2 separate regions of the Zea mays genome follow, and region 1 is linked to region 2. Evidence: chromatin contacts called from public Hi-C data. All regions are on one chromosome and are shown on one strand. Each heading gives the region's core, a stretch centred on a gene start, on an enhancer-like site or on the middle of the called end of the contact. The rest is flanking DNA. Distances are from core to core; before and after follow the strand shown. Region 1 overlaps LOC103636510 (WRKY transcription factor WRKY62). Region 2 holds the start of LOC100275267.

Region 1 (6,219 bases), core at 491-2,990, 500 kb after region 2:
TGTTCTACCTTTAGCCATATACTAAGCCGCTGGGATCTGGAACCTTTTGATCCCTTTTGAGATCGGTGTATATATCCTATTCCTCCTGTAGACGAGCTGGTTTGGTTACCGGCCGGTTCTACAGAAGCGGAGGAGCTTCAGGTGACCAGGCGAAGAGGAGGTCAGGGTGTTGGGTGTGTCCTCTACAGCCGGTCAATAGAGACTGGATTGGGCTTAATCCAACTATCGTTCCTTTAATCGGGCCCTTGATCGGGAGGGCCCACGCTAACCTCGGTTGGAGCCCCCAGACACACGACGCTATATATATAGGACTAAGGGGTCGCAGGAAAGACTAACGCTAGTACCTCGCCCCAAAACCCTAGTCCTCAGAGGCCCCCATCGCCTAGGCGTCGGAGTGTTTGGAAACGCAACAACCTACGGCGGCACGGATCCCGATGCCTGCTGCTTCTCTGCAGGGCGACGGTATGAAGATAGCAACAACAAAGGTGTGTATTCCTCTATTCCTCTTAGTAGATCAGAACTACTCGTCATCAAGATTATACTTCCAGTTCCAGTTACGGATTGGTTTTATAGGGACTTAGGAATCGATCCTAGGCAGTATAGATTCTAACAATGGTATCAAAGCCAACCTAAGAACCCTAGATCTCCTAATCCGCATTCGGTTTTATGAGATCGCAGAAAGGTCTCAGATTCATGTGATTGAACTCATTTTTTTTTAATAATTATTCATCACCCGAGAACAGAGAGATTAGAATAGATAGAAAGAGTCCATGCTCTCGGGTTAGGGTTTTCCCTTACCCTAAGATTTAGGTTTGGCCAATGTAAGAGACAGTGTCTCGGCCTCAAACCAGAGAGAGCACTCACAACTGTTTAGGGTTAGGGTTTACAACCTAACCCTAATCGGCACACCATCAACAGAGACGGTGCACAGGGCTCAGGATCCAACGATCCACGGCCAAGAAACAGAGTCAAGTAACAGAAACGCAGATCCAGTTAGGGCTCAACCCTAACTAAATTAACCCTAAAATCCGGATCGGTCGAAGTGCACAGAGCACTGTTAGTTTAATCCAGTGACTGGATTCACAGAAAAATGTTGGGAACCAGATCCACGTTTTAGACCTCCGTACTCGATCCCATAAATTACAAGAAGACACATCTCATACATACATTCACACAGAAGAGAGGGATCGAATACTTGAGGCTGGATCGTGTAACCAGAAATAGCCTCGTGCAACACGGTATTTTTTTTTTCTCGGCTCTGAGTTCAAGTGATGCAGAGAGAAAAAAAACAGAAAGTGAGACCGTGAGGCATATGGCCTTCATGTGGCTGTACGGCCAGTGGTGTAACGAATGAACTGCATGCGCTGCAGGAACTAGCGGCCAGATGCTAGAGAACGCACAAAGTAGAAAAGAATAGAACCACGAAAGTGAAAAGAATCTGCCTCTGGCTTGCTCTAATCCTCACTGGATAAGAAGGAAAAGAGCATACTGAGGATCACATCGTGACCAAATGCAACGACAAGACATCATTGAGATAAAGAAAAGAAAGAGAGAATCTCCCTGGCGGCCGGCAGGAATAGAAGTGGGAGGTGCGGTCGGCCAGGAAGAAGAAAAGAAAAAAAAATCCCAGGGAGGCGGCTGTCTTTGTGGCGGCTGAGAAAATGACTAGGGTTTACAGCCTCTCCGAAACCCACGGCATTTATAGAGCTTGCTACAGTACACGGGTAGATCTGGACCATCGGATCGCCACCGATGGCTGAGATCAAGTGGAGGGGAGGGGGAGGCCGCGTGGGCCAAAAACGCGGCCTCGGCCCAGGTTGCGGCCCAGTGCGCGCGCCCCTTCATCCAGTAGGCCGAAAGGCCACGTCCAGGCTGGGCCGACCAGGCCGAAATGACCTCCAATTTTTCCTGGAATTTGTTTTCTATTTCCAGAAATTAGAAATAGAGAAAAGAAATTAGAAAAATAGAGCAGAAAATTCAGAAAAAATCTTAGAAATATTTTTCCAGTTATAGAAAATTTCAGATATATTTATGGACTATTTTTATTCCGCTGCGTACTTTGGTACTTTATTTTATGCAATTTTTTGAGTGGATTATGAAACCAACGTGGATTAATTATTATTTTGAATTGCATAGAATTCAGAAAATTTGCGGTAATTGAATATTCTAACCAACGTTAGATATTATTACCACATTTTGAACAGAAATATCTATATTTTTTTAGATCATCCAACGATGGTTTAGAATTTTAGAACCAGGTTATTATTTGTTTTTCTATGCATTATTGTTTATTATGAAGCCTACGTGGATTAATTCTCTTTAAGTGCATAGAAATTCAGTTTTTTTGTGGTGATTGAATATTTTGACCAACGTCGAATATTGTTGCCACATCTTATACAAGAATTAAGTTTTCTAGATCATCCAACGATGGTTTAGAATTTCAGAACTAGAAAATTTGTAGATCAGACATGATTATTATTTGACCAACGTCGAATATTTAATTCATGCAAGTTCTATGTTTCAGTATTTACTCCAGACGTCCTAAATATTTTCTGTTTTACTTTGCAAAAGTGCACATATTGGCCTACTAGTTGGTCAGATAAGGTAGATTAAACCGTTATGTGGTATTTATTGTCACTTATGGCGGGAAAAGATTGAAATGATAACTACAGTGGATGAAATAGATTCCTCACTGTGTTTTGAGAAACCCATTAAGCCTACAGTAGGCTCACCTTAGGATGACCTTAAGATGGCGCAGTACAACATCTATAAGGTCAACTGAAAAAGATCCAAGTGTAATGTACTTGATCATAATAAGAGTCTCATCCAGGATCCTATTGAGGGTGCTATTCCAGAATATGAGACATTTCATGATCAGTAAAACACTTGTCTAAATGGACAAGTGCTATATAGATCAACTCGTGACATAGTTTGTCTAGAAGGAGGAAAGGTTGATAAGTCAAATAAGTGATTCTATCAATCTTCCCAAACTAAGAATCCTCAAACAGAACAAGACCTCTAAGAAAGGTTCAAGAATAAGATCAAACATGATCACGATGTTTTCTATATGCAATAATCAGACTGTTTCTCAGATCCCCTGAGATCTGCCTCTATTGCAAGAAGACAGGGCATACAATAGAAAGTGTTCAGAATTCCTGCAATAGATGCTACAGAATGTAATTCCGTACAAACCTAAGGCTCCCAGAGGGCTGAAAACAGTTACAGTGGTTAACGGAAAGCAAGCAGACACTTAACTTCAGTTTCGTGATTAGACAATCAGCACATCCAACATCACTTCGGTGATAGAGACTGTGTTATTCAGTTTTGATAATAAAGATGTTGGTCTCGTCATCTGACGAGACATGCTTTATTTATCTTCGCACAGTGGTGCTAGATACGCCAGAAAATAAACCAGCCAACATTGGCAGGAGTAAGAAAACAATGTGATGGAGAAACCTCGTCGAAATTATGGTACTATCGTTTGGGCCATATTTCGAGGGGGAGAAAAGAAGTCTCGTTAAGGGACGGATTCTCCATCACCTAGACTTCACAGACTTAGAGCAATGCAGAGATTGCATGCACAGTACGAGAGTGTTAGAAATTATTCATATAGATATATGAGGTCATTTTCCAGTTAGGACAGTAGATGGGTTTGACTTGTTCATAACCTTCACAGATGACTACTCTCGCTGCGATTATATTTACCTTTTTTTAAGGGACAGATCATAAGATGTAGACAAGTTTAAATAGTTCAAGGCTGATGTAGAAAAACAACACGATTTGAACACAAAGATTGTCATATCAAATCGTGTGGGGGAGTAATGTGGGCACCATACTGAGTATGGACAGGTCCCAGGATCCTTTCGCGAGGTTCCTAAGTGAAAACAGTATTGTAGCTCAGTATTCAACACCTGGTGAACCGCAACAGAATGTGGTTTCCTAAAGGCATAAGAAGAACACTGATGGACATGGTAATGAGTATGCTTAGTTACTCTAACTTACCATTGGGTTTATGGATGGTGGCTTTAAAAACCGCTATGCAAATACTCAACAAAGTTCCTAGTAAATCAGTGGCTAAAACTCCATATGAGTTGTTGACTGGCAGAAAGCTCACGCTCAACTACTTCAACATATGGGGTTGTCCAGCAGAAGCTCGAATATTTAATCCTGGACAGGAAAAGCTAGATGAGAGAACCACTAGCTACCATTTTATTGGCTACCCTGAGAGATCGAAGGGTTACAGATTCTGCTGTCCAGGCAGACAAACCAAGTTTATAGAAACTAGACATGCCAGTTTCCTAGAAAATGACATGATCAAGGGGAGTAAGGTACTTAGAGAGGTTGACCTTCAGGAAAAGAGGACGTATGTCCCAATTCCGATGGTTGAAGAACCATACTTCTCGATACCCGCTGTGGTTCCACCAACAGTTGTAACGACTCGAGGTGAAACCCCTGCTGCAAATATTGCATCACCAAGTGCAACTACCACAGAGTAAGTCAATTCACCTTCTGCACAGTCTGGCTCTTCTGAGTTGGTTGCATAGGAGAGCTCACATGAGAGTGGTAGTGTTGTGCCAAGTGACGCACGAATGCAGGAGCCTCATAACGAACCAGAACTAGAAACAAGTTTATGAAGGTCTCAAAGGTCTAGACGATCTGCGATTCCTGATGATTATGGAGTTTACACGAGTGTAGACATAGAAAGCGATGAGATTTATATGTGTGAGAACATCGATGCAGAAGGTGATCCCACTAAATATGAAACAGATATGAGAAGCGCAAATTAGTGGGTCTAGAAGACCAAGCGTGGCTCCAAAGGTAATACAGAAAAAAAATACAAGGACATGTGGCCAAGGCGTTCACATAGTGAGAAGGCATTGACTACCTTGAAACCTTCTCACCTATCTCAACAAAAGATTCATTCAGGATCATAATGGCACTAGTTGACCATTTTTTATCCAGAGCTCCATCAGATGGATGTAATGACAACATCACTAAATGGAGAGTTAACAGAAAAACGTGTTCATGACACAACCAAAGGGTTTTGTTGTGAGCAGTAAAAGAAAAACAAGAGATGTCACTTAAGGAGGTCCATTTATGGATTAAAACGTTCCTCCAGATAGTGGTATGTCAAGTCTGATCAGACTATCAGAAAGTTTAGTTTCGAGGATAACGAGGAAGACAATTGCATTTATGCAAAATCTAAAGAAAAAAATAAAGTATATCTTCCTTGTTCTGTATGTCGATGACATATGTTTAGCTAGTAGTGATAAAGATCTACTGGCGGAAACAGAAAGTTTTTGTTCCTCGAACTTCGATATAAAAAGACATAGGAGAAGCCTCTTATGTTTTAAAATAGAATTTCACAGAGATAGACATAATGAAGTATTAGAACTCTCACAGAAGTCATACATAGAAAAGTACTAAAGAAGTACAGTATGCATCAGTGTAAGGCCGCGCCTGCGCCAAAAGTCAAGGGTGATAAGTTTGGGAATCATCAGTGTCCCCAGATTCAGTGTCAGAAAGATCAGATAAAGTCAGTACCATATGCTTCTACTATCAGAAGCATTTTGTATGCTCAAATATATATTCGCCCTGACTTAGAATTTACTACCGGGATGTTTGGGAGATATCAGATCAACCCAAGCATAGAACACTGTTAAGCAGTTAAGAAGGCTCTAATGTACCTCCAAGGTACGAAAATAGCCTCATGCTAACAAACATAAGATCTAGTTCCCTATTTCGAGGTATAAATTTACTATATCTGGGGGAGTTATTTCTTATAAAAGTTGCAAACAGACAGCGAGAGCATCGTCGACAATGCACACTGAGTTTGTAACCATGCATGAGGCAAATGGGCAGGCAATAAAGATAAAGAAATTTGTACCCGGATTAAGAGTGGTTGATAGCATAGAGCGACCACTGAGAATTTACTGCGATAATGAGCCAGCGGTAACGTACTCCTATAACAGCAAGTCATGTGGCGCTGCCAAGTTCATTGACTTTTAGTATTATGTTGTTAAGGAGTAGATTCAGGATCAAATCATAAAACATGAGCATAACAGAAGATAGCAGATGCTAGCGGATCCGCTCACAAAAGGTCTTCCACCCAGCGTGTTTAGTAAGCACGCAGCCGGCATGGGTTTAAGGGAGTACCTATGATCTTGAATCAAAGGGGCTACAGATTGCAACCAAATGAAGTCTCTTTTCGTTCTGAAG
Region 2 (6,618 bases), core at 3,478-5,977:
CATCCTACAATAGCAGTCACATCGAATATGGCTAAATTGTTTCTAAGCTAACTTCTGCTACAGCAACAATCAAAAGCTGCTGGCGAGGGATGCTGACACGATGTGGGCAGTGGGCTTAGGTTAAAAGGAAACCAAAGCAACTATAAATATGTAACCATATCTACACATATTGAGCCCAGTATCACTTTCGAGGCCACTGACAACATACATAAAAGAAAATCGGTGCTCACTCAAAAAACATATACTACTAGAGTGATCATGCTGTGTCAGCTTAATAACGAGTATTTTTACCTGATGCAGAATCATGGGCTTGTTTGCAAAATCCACAAGGGGCTTCGGGAAGCTAAGAGTCAAAGGCCGAAGGCGGGTTCCGAAACCCCCGACAAGAATGAGCGCCTTCATATTGAAGCACCTCCTTTCCTTCCTTCCTCTCTCAATCCCTGCTGCCACACAGGGCAAGCCAGATATAAGAAAGGTAACATCAGAGCTGTGAAGTCCGCATCAGAACAAGACCAAAGAATCGGAAAATGGGAACAATCGATCTGCAAGGGGCTTAGAAACATCTCCAACAACTCCCAAAAATATTTCTTCCAATGCATAGGAAACTCCCTAAAATTTTAAATCCTAAATAAAATGCTACTACTCCAATAACTTGCAATATTTTCCCAAAAAAATGTTCAGCTGGCCGGACAGAACACGTCGCCTGCAGCCTGCTTGATAGCTCTAGAATCTAGGTAGATAAGACACCACACACACACGTCTAAAACACTAGGCTACGCATGTCGAAGGAACACAGATGTTAAGCAAAGCATCATCAGAATTCACAGTTGCATGGGGTCTCAATTGCACCTTGCACGGAGGCATCAGCTGTGTGAATCAGGTAACTACTACACTGCGAGCTTGCTCCAAAAGCAGTGCAGCCTTCAAATTAATTTGGTAAATAAAGGTCCCCCTCCCCGGTCCCTATGGCGCCAATCTAGGAAGGCTAGACAAAATCGGGACCAACTGAAACGGAGGAGAGGATCCAGGGCTACAGGTGCTTACGAACAGAAGAAGAGTAGTACCAAAAGCGGGGCGGGCGGGCGGCGGAAGTGAGATCTGGGGACGGCGGCCTCGCCCGCCCTCAGCGTCCTCCGGCTTCCCCCTCGCCTTCCGGCCACCGGCGAAGAGGGCACCCACCAGAACCAGACCGGTGCGCGAGGCAAGGCTTGCCGCTTCTGGCGATTGGCTTCTCCTCAACGGTTGGCCTCGGAGGCCCAGCTCCAGCGAGAGGGGCCGGCATATAGGGCCCAACCCAACCTCACTCTCGGGGGCCGGGCGGCCACGTCAGCGCGGTGTAGCGCTGGCATTACCCGCTCCGCTCGTGGCACGTCGGATCGATGCCACCGCCGCCTGCAGCGCTGTCACTTTTTTTTTCTTGTCTCTCCCCGTCTCCCGTCGCTCACACCCATGCTGCTGCTGGCCTTCCGTGGCTATCATTCGCAGCTGACCTGGGCCGTCGAGGCGACATCGCCGGCTTTGCGCCGAAGCAAAGGGAGCACATTTCTTCGTCGACGGAAAAGCAGGCGCTTGCTTCTTCTTCTATTCTTCTTCAGGCCTGTCTGTCATCTGTCTGTACTGTACATGTGCAAGCTAGCCAGAGTGAAAGCCGAGCTGAAGTGCTGAACGAACAAGCGCGGCCCTTTTCCGGTTTTTCTTCTTCTGGTGAGTGGTGACAACGAAGTACTACGAGTCCACCAAATGGTTTCGGCATATTCTGACAGCTGATTCCTCGACGACGCCACGGACATGGACCACCCGTTTGGGGCTGTGATTATCTTATCGTACCGTACGTATCCCACGCAGGCTGCGGGCTGCGGCTCGCAGTAGCGCCATGCACATGCACGCACCACCTCACCTGATGCGTCGCGAAACGCGGCAGATCTCGGGGCTACTTTGGAGGTCAAACTCAAACATGCTGCGGTGTCGGTGACGGTGAATCCAAGGAAACGCCCGGGGGGGGGGGGGGGGGGGGGGGGGTTGCTTGCAGAGATCTGCGACCGACTGATTCCCTGCCGGTGTTTCTGCTGAATTCTGAGCAAGTGGAATGAAGGGTATTGATAGGACTATAATACCTTGCTATCTAAAATTGAATAGTGGAGGATTATATGCCCTCCAATACACTCCATTACCTTTACTCCCAAACAAGCCCTAAAGTACTTGCGTTGCGCCATAGCCATAGCCATAGCCCGAGCACTGAACTCTGACCTGCTTAGCTGACTCCCGTGATTCCAGCGTTCCTTCCTTCTCTTGCCGGGACAACATGCATGCAGAAATATGGCATGTAAATGGAAGACCCGGCTGTTGCAGAGTTGCGGGTCCAATCTAATTTGTTGCTTTGCTGCTGTACGAAATTAGGCAGTTATTAATACTGGAGTCATGTAAAAATATCAAAGTCAGTAGTAGTTATATATATAATATGCAAGAAAGATTTAGCGACATTGGGCGTCCTTTTTCTCTCTCGCTGTGTCATCATGGACTCGGAAACAGCTCCGTTCGATCTCTGATGGACTCATGGCCCATTGGGCTTAACTTTGTCAGGCGTTAGGACTCGGACACATGTTTTCAATTGGGCCAGCAAATATGCGTCGTGACTCGTAGGACAGAAAGATGATACAATCACGGGGACCGGGCACTAGCCCGGGTGGTTAGCGTAGCCGATGTGCTCGCAGCCGGTCTGGGTTCGTTCTCAGATTTTAGGATGCACATGTCTACTGGATCAGCGATATTACGTGTTCCCACGTATTAGAGATCTAGGTCTCTCAATTTATTTCTGTGTGTATTATAGACGCGCACGCGTGTGCGTGCGTGTGGTGTGCGTTCGTGGCGTCTTGGTACCCCGATAAAAAAAGGAAAGTTGATATAATCACATAATTTTCACCCAAAAAGAGGACGGCATAAATAGCACACTGCATAGTAGAAACCGACATTGCGTGACGACATAATAGGCATGTGCATACAATCTATGCTCCCGAGCATTTCTGGGAATCCCTCTAGTCAACCTTAGCTAGTAGGTCTGCTATGTCCTCAACATTGGGTGCTCGGATGTATATTTGTGGGTTCATGGACATTGACTACAGTACGAGTGAACTCACTCAATGTCTCTAGTATTGTGCTCTCGCCCATATGGAACTACTCGTCCAACCTATCGACAGCTCCACCGTATGCTAGCATGCAGAGTGCAACTGTTACCTTTTGGACAATGTTGAATCCCGACACGTCAGCTGCATTGTCCTCCGCATAAAGTACATGTTGTTGGACACAACCTCGTGGCATATGTCAATGAACATTGCCTTGCACATGCAAAACCTGTTACAGAGAAATGAAACTTAAAGTGAGGAACCCTAAAAACATATGACAGAAGCAACAATATAATTCATAAACTCTAAACCCTAAACTCAAGAGAATTTGTACCTTCTCTGAAACATTGGCTCATTATACACTGGTCGTTCGACAAAATAGTCTTACATCAAACGATGAAAACCTTGAACTCTTATCGACGTATTGTTTGTCTACCCACGACGGAGCCACGATGTTGAGAGGACCCAACATCTTCTTGGTTCTCACGTAACGAGCCGAGCTCGGCTCGACTCGCCCATCTGGCAAGCTCGGAAAACGGCTCGTCGAGCCAACGAGCCTAGCCATAAATGTAAATCTGCTCTCTAAATTATAATATAAAATCTTAAAAATATTTTAAATAACATGATTTTATGTAACAAAATGTTGTTGGGTCGAGCCATGAGCCAGCTCGCGAGCTGCACCGAGCCGAGCTGGCTCACTCTTTTCACGAGCCACAAAAACAGGCTCGGTTCGGGCTCGTTCTGAGCGTCGAGCCGGTCCAAGCCGAGCCGAGCTGCTGCGAGCCCGAGCCAGCTCGAGCTTTTTTTCCAGCCCTACATGGAGGCACTAAGGAATTGTTGGTTGAAGTAATGGCGACGTCTGGTCCTAGTGCACATTGTGTTCTCCTCGATGAACTCGTTCATGTATGTTGCATAGGGTGGCAAAACAAAACTGAGATTGGAAACTGATGCAAGGAGATGGTATGAATAACAACAATGAAGTGAGACATGTGATGAATAAAGTCGTCTCCTAGCAGCTAGATCCATGGATTGGTAGCAGTGGGGAAGTGGAATGCGACACCCGAAGCCACTGCGTTGGGCAAGAACGAAGCTTCATACCTTCCGTCTCGCCGCCCGCCGCTGGTTCATACGATGGAGAAGAAGGAAGCTGCTGCCGTCGCCGATGGGGAAGAAGGAAGATGATGCTGGTTCATAGGCTGCAGCGGGAGACCGCCTGCGCGTATGGAAAGGGAGGTTGGGGACGGTGCGCTGCAGGAACTGCAGTGCGAGGCTGGGCGCGCTAGGGGAGGGAGAAGGGCACCAAAGGTTTCGTCGCTGCGGGAAATAAAGAAACAACGATTAGGGTCTAAGTAGCTCCGCAGATTTGCTCTTGTTTCAGGAGCACTTAAAAATTAAGAGCACATATCTGTTGGATATGTTTATTCGTGATATTATACCAGAAAAAGTTTTAGGAACACTAAATAGGAGATGTTGGAGATGCTTTTAAATAAGATCCTCATTGGTTACCTGCACCTGTAAATGATCCCATGGGGCCCTCCCCTCTGACCCATCAACTGCGAAAAGACTACTCACACACGTCAAACTGTCCCCCCCGACGCACCGCCCCCCGACGCAACCGCGTCCGCGTCGGACCACTGCCGCCGAAACCCTACACGCCCCCGCCACGCCGCGGCATGGCGGATCCGCCGCCCGTGGCCGCCTCCGCCTCGCCGGCGCAGCCCGACCAGCTCGCCGCCGCGGCCTCCGTGTCCACCCCGCAGAACCCCAACCCCCTCCTCTCCCCTCAAATTCCCCCGTCCCCGACCGTCTCCGACCTCTCCGCGCACATCTCGTCCCCGCAGCAGCTCGACCAGGCGGCTGCGGCAGCTGACGCTTCGGGCGGCGGAGGATCCATGGATTACCTCCCGCGCCCGCCGCAGCTGCAGGCGCCTTCGCCCACGCAGGCAGGGGTCGGCGCCGCGGGGTTTGCCCAGATCCCCCGCTCGGGGTCGACCTCACGCCTCTCCACGGCCACCCAGCTCCAGCAGTACGCGGCTAGGATGTACGGCGGGCAGATGAGCTTCTCGGGTGGCGGAGGGCTCGTGGGCCAGCAGCAGCTGGCGGGGCGCGCCCCCATGCTTGGGCAGGGCCAGCTGGGGATGCTGCAAGGCCAGGGTAACGCGGCATCTGCGGCACATTTTGGGCTTCAGTCGCAGATGTTGGCGCAGGTGAATTACTCAATTTGCAGGCTCGGGACCTCTCCAATTAAACATATTTTTATCTCCTCGTACATAGTGTTCACCATTACCGCCAAGGATAAAACGTCAGGGGTTTTAGGCTTCTGCTTTAGGTTTCTCATGCTATCGAAGCAATCTCAGGGTATGTTTGGTTCAGCTTGATGAAGAAAGTCAAATTCACTGTAAAAAATCTAGAATCCCTACCAAGAGGTATAGAAGATGAATAGATTCTGAAAAATCTATAGATTTATCTAGTTCAATCCAGAATCTCCTTCTACCTAGATTTTTTAGATTCATGTCATCCAATTTTTCAAAAATATTACCTAATTGTCCCTATTTATAGGACCAAATTATTATATTTTCTATTCAAAGGCCCCTGACGGCCTCACCTCACCTGACGACCGACAACATATAGAGTTGCCACCGCCTCCCTGCGCCTGACTCCAGAGGTCGGCGATGTGGCTTAGCCATCCCTAAACCACCGAACCTCTTTCTTGTCGACCCTTCAATGTTGCTCATCACCTAACGTCCATGCCGTCCGCTCCCTTTTCGATGTTCAGTGACTGTGAGGCTCCGTCCCCATGAAAGAAGATGACATAACACTTATCACTTTAGTTGTTATCATCTTCATACACGCTACTCGTGTAGGACACCATGTATGTGTTGGACTGGGGATGACTACAGTCGTGACGCTTGGACCTAGCACTACGGGCGTAGAGCTTCGTGGCATGGCACACCACTCCCTTGCCGGCAATAGCATGCTGTCGAATTGGCTCGTTCGAGAGGGTAGGAATTTACAGTTGAACCAAACACACCCTCAATAACTTCAGATATTAATTTGGTGGCTAGAGATTCCTTACCTTTTACTCTCTCCATTCAGGCTGGTTTTGATGGGTACAATCAGCTTTGTATTTTTATTGCTAGACACCGAGCCAAATGCTTGGACAGATGGAACCATGAAAGAATATACCATTTGTAGTAAAAGCTTATTAAGCAAAGTTGAATAGAGTTCCTTTACCCATCTGTGGTCAGTTAAAAGGAAATGAGTAGCGAATCCACATGATATCTAATTCTTTTTTTAGGGTATACTATCTAATTCTTTGAATGTTAGTTATTTATTCTTTGAGATCATGCCATTGACAAAGAAAAATACCGCCGATTCTTACTATTGAATGTGAAGGTGGACTGTGAAAGAATGTAAATTATATAAACTTGGTTATGATATCACTCTTAGCAATAATGTTCATTAGTAGACAGTTCTACTTGTGGTAGTAAATACTTAT

Evidence for each region. A called contact is a pair of places that touch in the nucleus more often than the background predicts.
Region 1: a Hi-C map of tassel shows a contact between it and region 2, with 2.6 times the contacts expected there. The contact joins the enhancer-like site here to the promoter of LOC100275267 in region 2. A contact is called at or near these places in 2 of 25 Hi-C or Micro-C datasets (ear and tassel).

What each region holds. Positions count from the first base shown.
Region 1 is chr8:175,313,446-175,319,664 of Zm-B73-REFERENCE-NAM-5.0, forward strand. It overlaps LOC103636510 (WRKY transcription factor WRKY62), which reads right to left. Exons shown (of 3, transcript XM_020542626.2): 3 at 1,417-6,219. Among protein-coding and RNA genes, the nearest start is that of LOC103636510, 8.5 kb to the right of the region's middle. Within about 2 kb of position 1,741, at least 20 of the 20 cell types and tissues checked have an H3K27ac peak or open chromatin away from gene starts, as enhancers often do. A contact at or near this core is called in ear and tassel, where this site is marked.
Region 2 is chr8:174,812,922-174,819,539 of Zm-B73-REFERENCE-NAM-5.0, forward strand. It overlaps LOC100275267, which reads left to right and starts at 4,728. Exons shown (of 8, transcript NM_001350150.1): 1 at 4,728-5,326. The coding sequence starts at 4,793. It overlaps LOC100274471, which reads right to left and starts at 1,229. Exons shown (of 5, transcript NM_001148830.1): 1 at 1,065-1,229; 2 at 292-443. The coding sequence starts at 402.